2 separate regions of the Mus musculus genome follow, and region 2 is linked to region 1. The links are chromatin contacts, called in public HiChIP or PLAC-seq maps. All regions are on one chromosome and are shown on one strand. The core of a region is the stretch at or near the end of the contact, and the rest is flanking DNA. Distances in the headings are between cores, read along the strand shown.

What was found. HiChIP or PLAC-seq counts read pairs in DNA pulled down with a chosen protein or histone mark.
Region 2: a contact with region 1 is called in an H3K27ac HiChIP or PLAC-seq map of embryonic fibroblasts, with 20 read pairs. The contact joins the promoter of E330032C10Rik here to the enhancer-like site in region 1. A contact is called at or near these places in 6 of 39 promoter capture datasets (the 3T3-L1 cell line, the C10 cell line, the HPC-7 cell line and 1 more), 1 of 15 datasets of contacts at CTCF or cohesin (CD8 T cells), 14 of 484 Hi-C or Micro-C datasets (the 3T3-L1 cell line, 3T3-L1-derived adipocytes, the C2C12 cell line and 9 more), 4 of 115 datasets of contacts at active chromatin or transcription factors (CD8 T cells, the NIH/3T3 cell line, embryonic fibroblasts and 1 more) and 2 of 9 other capture datasets (adipose tissue and pancreatic islet).

Annotation. Positions count from the first base shown.
Region 1 is chr17:73,192,291-73,196,926 of GRCm38.p6, reverse strand. It overlaps Lclat1 (lysocardiolipin acyltransferase 1), which reads right to left. Exons shown (of 6, transcript NM_001177967.1): 5 at 132-248. It also overlaps the pseudogene Gm25406. Among named protein-coding and RNA genes, the nearest start is that of E330032C10Rik, 56 kb to the left of the region's middle. Within about 2 kb of position 2,651, at least 62 of the 459 cell types and tissues checked have an H3K27ac peak or open chromatin away from gene starts, as enhancers often do. A contact at or near this core is called in 3T3-L1-derived adipocytes, the C2C12 cell line, the HL-1 cell line and 6 more, where this site is marked.
Region 2 is chr17:73,247,815-73,252,364 of GRCm38.p6, reverse strand. It overlaps E330032C10Rik (RIKEN cDNA E330032C10 gene), which reads right to left and starts at 1,379. Exons shown (of 4, transcript NR_167655.1): 1 at 1-1,379.

The DNA of each region.
Region 1 (4,636 bases), core at 1,402-3,901:
AGAAGAGGAAGGTGACTATTTGTCACAGGTCATTGGATTCATATGGCTCACTACACGTCAGATATACATACACAGCTCAGCGATTTGTGTCACATTTATTTCAAACCACACATTTTAAGATCAGAACTTACCTTCTCTTAGGCGGTCCACCACAAAGGTAAAGCCAGTGGTTCTTGGGTGTAAAACATACTCATATTTCTGAAGTCCGTTCTTCTCAGCAAAATCATTACTCCTAGCCTTATTATTTTCTAGACAAAAAGAATAGACTGTTAGGAGCCATAAGGTAAAAGCTAAGGAAAAACATTAAGCACTTCTTGTACAAAAATAACACTTATGACCAGGTATGATGGTGACACCTTCAATCACAGAATTCGGGAGGCAGAGACAGGCAGATTTACAGGAGTTCATGACCAGCTTAGTGTACACAGTGAATTCCAGGCTAGCCACTACACTGTGAGACCCTGCATATGCCCAGAAGGCACTTTTCTGTTGTTACACAGTATACAAAGACAACGCAAACATTCTGAGTATGTGTATGAGTGCTTTGCCTGCATGTCTGTGTGACAGTGTGCAGTGTCCAAGGAGGCCAGAAGAGGGCATCAGATCCTCTGGAACTGGAGTTACAGATTTAGGCCCCAAATCAGGTCCTCTACAAGAATATCAAATGCTCTTAACCACTGGGCCATTTATCCAGCCCACAATGCAAACATTTGAGATAATCCCTTACAAATATCTGAAGTTGGCTGGGTGGGGGGGTGGGTAGGTAGGTAGGTAGGTAGGTAGGTATATAGGTTGATAGAGACAGATGTAAATTTACGTTATGAATAAGCCTTAATATCCTTAAATTTATATCCCAACTTTAAAATTACTTAGGTGGCTTAAAAAAAACTGATATGAAATGAAAATTGAGATATAAAAACAAAAAACTAATTAGCTAAAGTTTTCACTAAAGACCATCTTTATGTGAGGTGGGGATGTTCAATGTCACTTGTCTGCCACGTGCAAGGCCCCTTAGGTTCAATCCCAAGCAGCACTAAGAATCATAAAATCCTGACATAAGAACAATTTAAACGTAAAAGACTAATAACATGAAAAATTAACAAAATACAAAATCTAAACACCCTGAAGAAATAACTAGCAATCAAATCAACATTTTTTTTAATCCAATAATTTGGGCTTTGAAAGCAAAATAAAATACCTGCCTTGCTCAAGCACAGAGTGGCTAATATTACCCAGACCACTGCACAGCAAAATAGACACATGATTAGCACATCATGTACACACATCTGAACATGATTTGGCTGAATATAGTTACAGAGACAAGTATATGTTCCAATTGTTGGCAATAACTTCTTTTTCCATTCCATGAGGTCACTTTACAAATTCCAAGAAGAACCAAACTCGTTACTCAGCAAATACAACTGGAAAATAAAGTGTTCAAAAATTTGGCCTTGACTAGTAGAGATCATGAAATATCTTCTGATGACAGCAAATGTTAGGACATGTAATTCTCAGCTCTGTTTGGAAATTTACAGACTAGTACAAAAAAATTTATCTATATAAACACAACTTTCCTAGGAGTAAATTTAAGATCAGTGAGTTCTCTAGCCCTCCAGCAACCACAGATGTATCCCACAACACAATATCCAGTAGATAATCTTACAGAAGGGGCTGTGTCATTTCTATCAGAGGCACTGAGTCAAATGCCCACAGCTCTCCCAACAATACAAGGAGAGACCTTGGACATGGAAATCAGTAAGCTATTCTGCATCTGCTGTGAATGTCCTGGGCACGAGCAGACTAGTGGCAGCATTTCTGTTGCAACTAGCTGCAGACCTTAAAGGGGACAAGGAGCCCAGAGACATCGGAGAGATGCGACCTCTCATCAGCTTGTTGTCAGGATCAGTGACTCTGAGGGTTTTCACGTGAAAATCAAGTCTGATGTAGATGTGGAGACAAATATACACAACGCTAAAATGTACGGTTTGGGACACACTATGGGACAAATCAGTGTGGTGATGTTCCGCCCCTCACTTCACCCACCCCTTCCCAGACCATCATTATTAGTAACTGCACTGGCATCCCATTTTCCAACCACAGCCTCCTGTCAGCTCATTCCCTGCAGCCTCCCACTCCTTCCACCCACACCCATGGGACCGCTGGCCACTCTGAGCTTCTCAAGCCAACTGGGCATGTTGCAACCTCAGCTTGTGCAGCTGCTCCTCAGCTACCCACGCCTTCTGCTGCAGATGAAGTCTTCTACCTCATACACACAGTTCCTACTTACCCGAAACTTCAGAGAGGCTGGTCCTGACCACCTTAGAGGCTAGCACCCTGCTTCCTTCTTTTACTGTCTTCCCATCCTGCCTTATCTTTTCCCCTTTAAAAAATTTTTAGCTTTTTATTGGCTCTTTATGAATTTCACATCATGGACCCCAATCCCATTCATCTCCCCCTTCCCTCGTGCCCACCTTCCATGCTTGCAATACGACCCCCAGATAAAACTCTTGTGGAAGCTGTGTGTCACAGTATGTCCCACAGTATTTCCTTTTGTCCACACTTCTTGCAAATGTTCCTTGCAATGAGTCGGTCTGCCACGAGGCCTCTGGCTTCTGCTACTCTATCAGTATTGGAACCTCACTGAGACTCCTCCCAGATATCCTGTTGTTGCCCTGTCTCATGGACATCCTGTAGTTTGGGATCTATAAGACCGGCCTCTTCACACACTCCAGCAGTTTATTAATGGGATAGATGTTGGGGTCCGCCAATTTAAATCCTTGGACCTTGGACCAGGCTTGCTTCTGCCCAGGGCTGTGGTCTCAGGTGGAATTCTTCTAGTCTCTGGCTTGTTCCATATCCTGGGAGCCTGATGCCAAACTGATGGTCGTCTTAGATTCACCTTTCCCAGGAAATGTTAGGTTTGTAAGTCAGAACACTCACAGCCTCTCCCCTCTCTGCCACCTCCTGACACACATGTGACACAGCAGCCACGCCCACAATACCTCTAGGGGCAAGTGTTTTATTTTTCTATACCAACTCTTATGACAACTGTATGGATTCTTAGTAGCTGATTATCTCTTTCTTCATATAACAAGCTTCATGGAAGGGAATTAATTTTGTATATGAAATTTCAAAACACTGGAATATTTGTTAAATAAAGAAATTTTATGTTCAAGAGTATCAAATTCTATGGAATTTCATTGTTAAAATCTGAAAATAGTTTTCCTTTCCAAATCAGACAGAACTAAACAAGTGTTATGGCAAATTTTATGTCAACCTGACAAGGCTGCATGCGCCAGGCTTTAACTGTCAACCTGTCACAACCTGGAAGCACTTTTAAAGAGTCTTAATCTTGATCAGTGGGCATATCCCAGGGACTGTCACCTACTTTGGGTGGCATCGTTTCCTATAGTTGGGATCATGAAAAATGTAAAAGAGAAGAAAGCTAGCTAAGAGCAAGCAAGCAAGCAAGCAAGCAAGCAAGCAAGGGTGAATTTATTTCCCCTGCTAACTTTGGATGTGACCAGCTGTTTCAAGTTCCTGCCTTGCCTTCCACACAGAGATGGACTGTGACCTGGGAGTGTAAGGCGATGTAAACCCAGTTCTCCACTAACCTGCTTTCAGTTAAGATGTTTATCACAACATCAGAAAAGAAACTAGGATGGTACAAACTTTTATTCTAGAGATTCTGGTAAAGGTACTTTTTGATAGGATTGCTATTCCAATTGGTAGAGTAGTAGGGCAGACTACTTACTGCACAATGTGACTGGGTTTCATGTAAATCAACTGTCTTAGAAACAAGGGTATCCTTAACTGCACTACACAGAAGATGATGTAGTCCACTTTTAGGTTTCAACTGCTGCTCTTCCCAGGACTACCACTGGCCCAATCTGAACTTGCAAGGTCTGCTGTTTCAAAAACCACTCCCTTAAAGCACACCATGCTCTCTCCTTAAATATTTCTTTCTTTAAAAACCCGAATACATAATATAAACTGCACAATCAGCTCAAAGGTCCAAAGATATGAAAGATTACAATGTAAGTAAGAAATAAAATGGGCACAAAACACATGTTCTCTTTGCTGGTTTTAAGGTTATAAAGGAGCTGGTATGTATGTGCACGTATATTTCTAAGAATGTGAGCATGTATGTAAGAATCTGTGACTAAATGATGAGCAAAATGAACTAAAAATTCAAATCGTGTTCATTCAGGGACTATGGAATTACAGCAGCCTCTATGTCTGTCTACTTCTGTGCTTTATAATTTCCCAATATATACTTCTTCCCTTAACAAGATGTTATAAACAATAATAGTATACACAGACAAAACGTATAGAAAGCCATGAAACATACTAATTTAAAAGTATGCAAGCAAACTAGATTCAGAACTTAAATCAGAATATAAAATGTTTGACTAGGGTTTTAGCCCAGCAGTGGTGGTGCACGCCTTTAATCCCAGCACTTGGGAGGCAGAGGGAGGTGGATTTATGAGTTTGAGGCTAGCCTGGTCTACAGCCTGACCATCCAGAGACTGCCCCACCTGGGGATCCACTCTATAAACAACTACCAAACTCAGACACTATTGCAGAAGCCAACAAGAGCTTGCTGGCAGGAGCCTGATAAAGCTGTCTCCTGAGA
Region 2 (4,550 bases), core at 130-2,629, 57 kb before region 1:
AGAAAATAGCTATCTCCACAAAATGGAATATTTATATTAACACATAATAGAGATTATATAAGTACTTAAAACATTTGTTGCAGTAGGTACTGATCGCACGTAATCTGTAACTATTTGAGGTCCTGAACAACTTTTTAGATAGTATAAACAGGTCTCTGACCATGAAAAAAAAAAAAAAGACTATTCTATGTTTTTATTTTCTTTTATAGAGTATTTTTGCTAGTGGTTTTTGAAGACAGAGCTGCACTTCTCCACCCCCACATCCTTCTCCTCTAGAAGCTGCTAGCAGATGAGGAGGTCTCCATCAATTGCCTCGCCCCCACAGAGCCCCATGTGGCCTCAAGAGCCTGTTCCCATCTCAGGCTTGGCTCAGTGCCGGGAAAGCAGGCTCATCCCTGACCTGACACACCAGTAAACACAGGAGGACTTCCCGGAACACACGGGCAGGCAACGCTCTTCACACATCAGAAAAATGAGGCTATCGAAAATGAATTTGACTCGTTTATACATCTTTTTAAGGCATCAGGCATGTAAAATAGCTAATCTGCTTTGAATGGGGCTGTAATAAAAGTGTCATTGTCAAGCTGTCCCCAGAGATCAGGGGACAGCAGATTCCTTTCAACCAGGAGACATAGCTGCTCTCCTGCATCCATCCCACTGTGGTTAGAAAGAACTGGTTTGTGTTGGTCAGTCCAGAGGTATCTTAGCCCCTGGCATGAGAAGCTAATGATAAAACAAGATCTTATATGGGGGCTGGTTTGTTCCTTTGTCTTTTGTTTTTTATTTTTAGCCTGAATGAGGTAGAGGGGATGGTGTGTCTAGGGCACTATCCTATCTCACAGAGAAATCAGATCCAGTCTCTGCCCTCGGGTCTTGTGATACTGCAGGGCTGCACCCAGGACAGGCCTGGAGCAGAGGAGCCACGGCCCCGCAGGACTTCTCAAAGGCCAGCCAGCCACAAGCTGGGGAAACACTCCTCTATTCTCCCACCTGATGAGTAAGAATTATGTGGAGTGTGGGCAGGGCGTGGGCGGAGCCTGGGGGAACCTGGGCGGAGCCTGGGTGGGGTAGACTCTGTTTTCTAAACATCCCAAGTGATGGCCATATAGTACAGAGGAGCTTAGGCTCTCAATTCCAGATGAGGCTTTCCCAGGTCTCCCATAGCAGCCCCCACAGACATTTTATAAACCACGAGGCTCAGTGGAAAAGGGAAACGGACAGTCTTTGTTGAAATACTATTAAAACTTTGAGAAGATAATCACCACACAGAACCCAATATCCTGATGATTACCCAAGTTTCCTCCCACACAGCCTGTCCTTGGTCTTCGGCCAGTTTCCACAGCAGCCTCTTCATCCTGGTGGCTCTGCTAAGTAAGCCCTCAGGAGGCTTCCCCCAGGTGGCTGATAGAGGGGGCTTAGACAACCTGGGAAAGAATGAAGTCATCTCCAGGCAGGGGAGGGGCCAGAGGGAGGGCCTTCTCAGCTCTTTTCAAGCTCCTTTCCTATTCACAATGAGCTTGTGTTTCCTCAAAGCCTGGTTGGGGGGTTAGTCAGTGCTGTCTCCTGGCAGCAGAGCCAACCCCTCATTTGCCTCTGTTCACCATGGTCTTAGTTAGGGTTTCCACTGCTGTGAAGAGACTTCAAGGCAGCAACATGACAGCATCCAGGCAGGCATGGTTGAAGAGGAACTGAGAGTTCTACATCTTCATCTGAAGGCAGATAACAGAAGACTGACTTCCAGGAAGCTAGGAGAAAGTTCTCTCAAAGCCCACCCCCACAGTGACACTCTTTCTCCAACAAAGCGACACCTCCTAACAGTGTCATTCCCTGGGCCAAACATATTAAAAGCACCATAACCATCAGCAATCGCCCACTGCTATCCCTGGCTCATCACCTGTACCCAATAGGAGCTGACCAGGGGGACCGAGTCTACCCTCCAGTCCCTGACAATGACTGCTCAGGAAAGGCACTTCCTGTGGTAATTTCAGTCTTGCAGAATGAAGGAGACGAAAAATAGATTCTCTCTCCGGCCAACCCCTGGGACAAAATGTCAGTGAAAGATGCATCAATGCCCTGGTTGTCAGTAAAGAGAGCCATGACTGGCCACAGGAGACTCGAATGCTCATCTGTCGCTTGAGGGTGTTTTCTGGAAATGGTGCTGTCCACGATACTCTGGGCAGTGAGGAGATAGCCGCCTTGTGGTGTCTGAGTTGATGGCTTGTGCTCAGCGGCTGGGGACACAGGGCCATCAGCCCTGCCTACACACAAGCTTTGGCATCAGGGTTTGTCAAGCCTTGGCACTGGGTTCTACCCCTGATTTACTGTCTCCACCTCTGTCCAGCTAGCTTTATACCCTGGAAGGTGGCACACCATAGTCAGTGGTTTGGGGTTTTTTGTTCTTTTGGGTTTGTGCTTGTTTGTTTCTGTTTCTGAACGGAGTGAACATAAGGGTGCGAAGGGCCAAGACCTCAGCATGCCAGCTTCCTCCTGTTGTATGCCTACGCCCCACATCTAGTAAAGCTCAAACTATTCACAAGTAAAGTCAACTTGCACATTACCTATTGCTTCTAGAACCTCCAAGGCCAAATGCTCACTTTATACACAAGGAGCCAGAGGCCCAAGTTTCAATTCTGATGGTTAACAGCAGCAGACTGGATCCTAATTAGAGTCTGCTGCAGAGCTTGAAAACCCCTGGGGTCCAGACTATCCACCTGAGCCATTAGGATGGGGCATGGCTGTGAGTATTAAAGTGTTACAGTGAACCAGGTGCCAGGTTTGTGGGCCGTGGTCTCAGGGAAGGAAGTAGAGTCAGGGCCTGTGGCCAGGCTGGTAGAACTCCTGCATATCCCTCTTGCCCATCTCCTACTCCCCACTCCAGCTCCCACCCTACCCCACCCTCCGTTCCAGCCCCTGTTCACTTCCTACAAATCTTGGTCCTTGTTAAGCTGTGGCAGAAAAAGCTTCCAAGAAGGGCTTGCTGGAGGAAGGCTTTGGAGGGTTCTGTTAGTGGATTTAGAGTCTGCAGGGTTTTGCCAGGCGTTCAACAGGCCTCTCTGCCTGCTCCTTGTGAAGGGCTGGCGTTTTTGCTTAGAAGGTTCCTAATGATTTGGGCTTTAGCAGCTGACCCAGGGAAAGATCCCCAAGACTCTCTACAGGGTCCTCTAGGCAGCCCCTGAGGCAAGACGGACCTGCTTCATGCACTGGCCATCACGCTGCAACCATTGAAACTCAACCCTGGTGGCTTCCAGCCCCTGCTCAAAACTGCTCACGTAAGCAACACGAGTTGAAAGCTTAGGTAGCATCCGGGAGACTTACTAGATGGAGGAGAGTCTCCATTTGCATTTCCTGACCAGCTTATTTCACTTAGCACGATGTCTTCCAGTTTACTCACGTTGCCATAAATGTCTAAAGTTCTGTCATCTGTATGTGTCTATATCAGGCTTTTGTTAGTCTGGTTGTTCGGGCTACCTTCCCTGTTTTGGCCACAGCAGACAGCGTCATTCTGGGTTATCCTTTTGATTTCAGCTACTCGACTATATAAGCAGAGAAAGGTTGTCAGGTAGCTCATTGGAATCCTAATTTTGAATTTTTTAAAGGAATATCCACCACGTTGCTTTCAACGGTGGTTGCGATTTGTATCCCCACTGAGTCCATGGGTTGAAATTTCTCCATATTAGCAACTGTGAGAGCACAGTTACTGTACTTTTGATTTGCGCAGTCCTGACATGATGCCGAGGACCATTTCAGATGATGCTCTTGGCCATTTATCTATTGTGACTGGGAAGATGTCTGCTCAAGTACCATTCCTGAGTTTCAAAACGGGTCACAAGGCCTTTCTCTATTGAGCTGTAGAAACTCTTAAATATTTTGGAATATTTAATCCTTACCAAAAGTGCAGTTTGTGAATGTTTCCCCTGATTTTGCAGGTCGCCTTTTCGCTCTGTTGATTGGCTGACTCTCTGACTTTGTTGCCTAAGAATGCCATGTATCAGACATCATTGTTAAGATCCACGTCATACGTCATTGCTTCTAGTCTTAGGGTCTCAGATTTTCTGTGTAGAAGCTTTAAATCTTTCCATTGGTTTGTGTGTCAGGTGTGGGTATAGCTCTTTTGTTCACCGGGATATGCAGTTTTCCCAATATTGTTTTTGGAGATGTCTTTTCCCCTAGTACGCATTCCTGATGACTCTGGCCATAGGTGTGTATGGGTTTATATCTCTGGAGCAATATCTTTACAGGAAGAATATTTCCTGACTGTTCAGCTTGACGCATAGTTTGGTATAGAAAAGAAAGCCAGCATGCAGAGTTATCTGCCGTTGGTCTGCCTTTAGGCAGCCGTTTTCACGATAACGAGTCGGTTACACACACCGTCCAGATGTACTCACGAGGGCAACTAGTGTGGCGTGTCGTCCCTCCTAGTTTTCACCTTATCTCCCGTATTCACCTCTCTGTTTTGGGACTATCATTCTGTTTTCCTGTGGCTGTAGGAGTCTCTTGCCGCTGATCCCTCGGTTCTTTTGAATTGGTTTCTTTGGTCTTTGCAAACGTCC